Regions from separate parts of the Pan troglodytes genome. Here region 2 is linked to region 1. Evidence: chromatin contacts called from public Hi-C data. All regions are on one chromosome and are shown on one strand. Each heading gives the region's core, a stretch centred on a gene start, on an enhancer-like site or on the middle of the called end of the contact. The rest is flanking DNA. Distances are from core to core; before and after follow the strand shown. Region 1 has its middle 150 kb from the start of DHX35. Region 2 has its middle 310 kb from the start of DHX35.

What was found. A called contact is a pair of places that touch in the nucleus more often than the background predicts.
Region 2: a contact with region 1 is called in a Hi-C map of induced pluripotent stem cells, with 1.7 times the contacts expected there. The contact joins two enhancer-like sites. A contact is called at or near these places in 2 of 7 Hi-C or Micro-C datasets (both in induced pluripotent stem cells).

Annotation. Positions count from the first base shown.
Region 1 is chr21:45,345,897-45,348,596 of NHGRI_mPanTro3-v2.0_pri, forward strand. No RefSeq gene overlaps it. Among named protein-coding and RNA genes, the nearest start is that of DHX35, 150 kb to the left of the region's middle. Within about 2 kb of position 1,420, at least 3 of the 24 cell types and tissues checked have an H3K27ac peak or open chromatin away from gene starts, as enhancers often do. A contact at or near this core is called in induced pluripotent stem cells, where this site is marked.
Region 2 is chr21:45,505,491-45,508,190 of NHGRI_mPanTro3-v2.0_pri, forward strand. No RefSeq gene overlaps it. Among named protein-coding and RNA genes, the nearest start is that of DHX35, 310 kb to the left of the region's middle. Within about 2 kb of position 1,446, at least 2 of the 24 cell types and tissues checked have an H3K27ac peak or open chromatin away from gene starts, as enhancers often do. A contact at or near this core is called in induced pluripotent stem cells, where this site is marked.

The DNA of each region.
Region 1 (2,700 bases), core at 170-2,669:
TAATATGATGTTCTGAAAAGGGGCATTTTATTTTGTCAAATTGCTCTGGGGCTGCTGAACTTTGGTGGCTGTTTCTTGGCAGTGTTTCTGGACATCTTGTTTGCAGGTGATGAGAGGAAGGGCTGCCCTGACATCTTGTACAGGTGAGGGGGCTGGAGGCTTCCTTCCTGTGCGTTCCAGCCAGTGCCCTGCCTGCAGTGGGGGAGACATTTTTTCACCCGGTTCAATGTGCGGGAGGAGGAGGGTGAGGTGGGGGCATGGGTAGAGGGGCCAGTGGGAGGAGTCCCCCCACAGAGTCCTCTGTTAGAACAACCCAGAAGTCCCCTTCCCCAGCTTGGGGAGCCTCCAGGGCCCGTTCCCACCCCAGCAGCCCCCTCCCCAGCTGGGGGAGGCTGCAGGGCCTATTCCCACCCCAGCAGCCCCCTCCCCAGCTGCGGGAGCCTCCAGGGTATGTTCCCACCCCAGCAGCCCCCTCCTCAGCTGGGGGAGCCTCCAGGGCCCGTTCCATCCCAGCAGCCCCCTCCCCAGCTGGGGGAGCCTCCAGGGTCTGTTCCCACCCCAGCAGCGTCTAGGCTCGCTTCCTGTCTCCCCGTTTTCTGAAAAGCTGTGTGTCAGCACAGGAGTGGCAGGTGTGTTAACTCCCGGAGCCTGCGCCTGTGCCCCAGCATGGGAAGAAAAATGCCGACTCGGAGAGAATCAGAGTCAGGCGCTGGCACTAGCCTTGGGGGCAGGAGAGAGTTGGTCGAAAGGAAGTGTTGGGAGAAGGCCAGGTGGCTGGTACTGAGGTACCCATGCCTGCTTCCTCTGCCAGGAAGAGACCCCCCACTAAGGTAACTGTGAGAAGTAGGGCACTGTCTCTCTCCCTCCCTCCCTCTTTCCCTTTTTTTCATTTCTTCCTTCCCTCGCTCCCTCCCATTTTCCCCCTCCCTATTTCCATCCCTTTTTTCCTTTCCCTCCCTCCCTCCCTTCCTTCCCTCCCTTCCTTCCTTCCCCCTTTCTCTCCCTCTCTTCCTTCCTTTTTGCCCTCTGTCCTTTTTCCCTTCGGTCCTTCCTTTTTTTGTTCATTTCTGCACTCCCCCTCCTCCCCTTCCTTTCCTTCTCTCCTCTTCTCTTCCTTTCCCTCTCTCCTATTCTCTCCCTCCCTCCTTTCCCCCTCTTCCTTCTCTCCCACCTCCCTTCCTTCCTCTTTTCCTCATTTGCATCCCTGCTTCCCCTGTGCTCTCCCTCCTGTCCTCCCTCCTCTTTTCTTGTCTCTTTCCTTTCTCTTCCCCTTCTTCCTCTCTTCTCTTCCTTCCTCCCTGCTCCCACAATGCCACTCAATGCTCCAAGCTGGACACAGCTGCAGGGAAATAGCCTCAGCCCTGGCCCCCAGGAGCTTCCACCTAGTGGGAGCCAGGCAGGTGGACAGGTGATGATCCTGTCACGTGATCCACATGCTAATAAAGATCTGGGCTGGTCTCCTGGGAGCTTTGCTGGGTCTGGAGGGGTAGAGAAAGCCCTCACAGAGCAGGAGACCTCTGGCCTGGGTCTCATAGTTTCTCTGGCTGAGTCAAAAGAAAGGGGCATTGTAGGCAGAGGGAAGAGCTTGCACAAAGTAGGGGGACATGGCCAATGAATTCTTATGCAAATTTGGAATTGGACAAGCCTAGGCTTGAGCCACTGTCAGCATAACCTCTGCCCAATCATTTCAGCCTCTCTCAGCTTCTCATCTGTAAAATGGGGTATGTTAGTACTCATGATGCCCTGGGATGTTTGGGGAACAGAATTAGCTCTTGCATGTGAAAATATCTAGCACTATGTGTCTTATCACATTTTACCCTCATGTCAACCTGGGGGGCCGGGTACAATTATATCTTAATTTTACAGTTCTGGGAATGGTGGCTCAGAGAAGTTGAGCAGCCTGTCCAAGTTCACACAGCCAGGTAGATTGAAGACACAAATGTAGGCAGCCTGATTCCCAAGCCCGAGTGTTTAATAACAATCTCTCCAAAGTCAGCACATACACTTGGAATAAAACTAACACATCAGGTGCCTGCTCTGTAAAATGAGGTTGCACAAACCTGGCAGGATGACAGGGATAACTCTCCAGAGCTGGAGGGGCCATGGGGGATGCACTTTTGATTTTTATGGCTTCTCAGGGTCCCACCAATTGTACTCTCTTAGCCTGTGTCTGGTTGGTGCAGGAAAAAGGAGGATGGGCAGTGGAGCAGGAGGAAGAAGAGGGAGGAAGAGCGAGGGAGAAGGGTGCATTGGAGGGAGCAGGAAGAGAAGGAGAGGGAGGAGGGAGAGGGGAGGAAGGGGGAGGAGGAGGATAGAGAGGAGAGGAGGAGGGGGAGGATAGAGGGAGGAGGGAAAGGGGAGGAGGAAGGGGGAGGGGAGGGAGAGGAGGGGGAGGAGGAGTGGGAGGAGGGAGAGGGGAGGAAGGGGGAGGAGGAGGATAGAGAGGAGAGGAGGAGGGGGAGGATAGAGGGAGGAGGGAAAGGGGAGGAGGAAGGGGGGAGGGGAGGGAGAGGAGGGGGAGGAGGAGTGGGAGGATAGAAAATGGGAGGAGGGGAAAGGGAGGAGGAAAAGGGGAGGAGGAGGAGGGGCAGGGGGAGGAAGAGGGGAAGGGAAGGAGGGGAAGGAGGGAGGGGAAGGGAAGAAGGAGGAGGAACTCTCTGACCCTACTCCCGAATCTGATTCTGTCCCTCTTTTCCAGTT
Region 2 (2,700 bases), core at 196-2,695, 160 kb after region 1:
AGTGCTTCACATGCAATAGTCTATTCAATTCTCACAACAACCCAATGAAGTTTGAGTCCCACAGTGGGTTATTACTGCTCCATTTTCCTGTTGAAAAATAAAGAATCAGTGAGGTAAAGTGACAGGGGCAGCATCTGCGGTAGAATCCAGGTCTCCTGACTCTTCAGACTGATCTCATGTCCTAGTACCATCCAGGGTCAGAGACTGCAAGGGCAGGTGGAATAAGGTTAGGGTGCTGGGAACAATATGCTGGTGTGTACTCCAGTCTCTGTGGCCCTAAAACTGTCACAAGTGATGGTTTCCAACCAAGTCAATTGGGTGTCTGACTTTCATCCTGGGACCAGGAAAGTGGGGATTCACGACTGCCTTGATGGTACTGGTTTGTTTTACAGTGTTTGCCAATTTCTGTGGTGTAAATACTTACACTATGTCTGATTTCAAGCTAGCAACTGTTTAGCAATTGGGAGAGAAGAATAGAGGGAGAAGGGAAGAGAGAGAGGCATTTGCTTACATCATGTCTGATTTCAAGCTAGCAACCGTTTAGTGATTGGGAGAGAAGGATAGAGGGAGAAGGGAAGGGAGAGAGGCATATGTAACAACTGCATATTTAACAGTTGGCTTTCTGGCTCCTCCAGCCCACTGCTTGGGCCCGACACCCTAGCAATTAACCTTTTGCTACTCCTGGGCTCCAAGGAGGCCAGGCCGTGGGAACAGAGCACCAGAAGGATATTTCAAGGCATTTTCTCCATTGCCTCAGCCTGGATGAGGCTGATAGTGTTTTACTTCTTCCTTTGCCTCCCTCAGGGAGAAAACAAAGAGTGGATCCCAGAAAGGCCAGGGCCTCTAATCTCTCAGTACAAGTCTTTGAAAGGAGAGGAAGGGAGCTGGGTCTACCGCAGAGAGCTGGCAAGGCTGGGTCTCTGGAGGCTGGGGCCAGGGGCTCCGCGTGTGGAGTATGGAGCAGAGCCGGTGGGCTGGGAGGAAACGGCTGGTGGAAGGCCTCCTGGACCCTCTATCCTGTCTTCATAACTCCCACACAGATTAATGAGCCTCAGGATGCCCTTGGTTTTGGCCAGCCATGCTTGGGGCCTCCCCAAAATAGACAGGACGCCCAGTGCCTCTTGCTATCGTCCCAGCTATTGTCTTTATGAGCCTCCTGGGTTCAGGGATCACATCCTAACTCTTCCTGTTCGTGCTTAATCACCATCCGGATGGATGGACACTTGCAGACAGACTGGGGGCAATGCAGACTCCGGGCATCCAGTACTGTGTGCATGTGGAGAGATCTGGCCCCACCATGTCCATGGCTGAAAAGGGAGAAATGAGGCCATGGTGGAGCTTTTGCAAAGACTCAGCGCTCCTTTCTTGGCTGAGGCTGGCTGAGGGGGCCACCAGGCTCAGAGCTGGTGCCCTGGGGTAGGGCAGTGTATGGGGCAGAGTCAGCCACTAGGGGGCAGGCCCCGACAGCAGGTGGGCCAGGCAAAACCCTGTCAATGCTCAAAAGGATGGTGGGAGGACTGACAGCCACACAAACTGACCCGCTTGGGGTCTTGGGGCCCCCTCCAGGGTCTGGTCAGCTCCAGAGAGAACCAACACCCAGGGAAGTCTGGGAAGCAAGGACAGCAGTGATGGGAAGCTATCCGTAGATTCCCTGTATCATCCTAGTCTGGGGTGATGGAACTGTGATGAGCCGCATCTGCGTCTGGATGGGGATGGGCACGTGGCTTCCCCCTGCTGTGGAAGATGCAAGGAGCAGGAAGAACAGTGACAGAGAAGGACAGGCCTGGGGATAGGGTCAGGAGCTGGCAGCTGCAGCCCCAGCACAAAAGCCAGATGCAGGAACCCTGGCTTGGGGTATACAAGACCCTGAAGGGGCCTTTTTGGTTTGTATCCTCCTGGGCCTGCCTGGCCAGGCCAGCTTCCTGTTAGCCCAGCAAAGCTGAGATTTGTCAGCTACTCCAAAGCAGTCCCTGCCCTTCCTGCTCTTGACTCTGCAGTATTTTGCCTTGGTTGATTCTGGCAGCTTGTGAGCCCTCTGAGCCTGCTGCCTGCCCCGGATGAAGCTGTCTGAGGTTGAGCTGAGCTGTCTGAAAGCCAGAGAAGCTTAGGATTTACCCTGAGGGAAAAAGACTGGGATGCACCCACTACTGGGAGGCCTGATAGACCCAGTGACCTATGGCAAACCATTTATTCTAGTCAGCCATTCTCCCATCCATCCATCCCCTCCATCCATCTAGCCCCTCATCCATCCATCCTTCCATCAGCTCACCCACCCAGCCACCCACCTACCCAGCTACTCATTTATCTACCCTGCCATGTATCCCTCCATCCTTTTCCATCCATCTGCCCATCCTTCCCCATTCATCCATTTATCAATCCATCTATTTTCCATCCATCCATTAATCTATTCTATCAGTATATGTCATTGAAACTTCCTCTGTGCCAGGCTCTCTTTTGGGTCCTGAGAATGCAGCAGTTCACATGACAGAAAAAGTTTCTGGATCATAAGAGCTAAATTTGAATGGCAATGTCCCAGTGACAAGCCAAATCACTCACTATGACATAAGGATGGAAATTGATGGCTCAGCTCTTAATCCATCGAGGCAGCAAACTCCCTACACCTCTTGCCCTGATACATACAGATATATTTACAATATGTATGAAGGCACCCCAAAATATGCATACCTGTGTATGCTCACA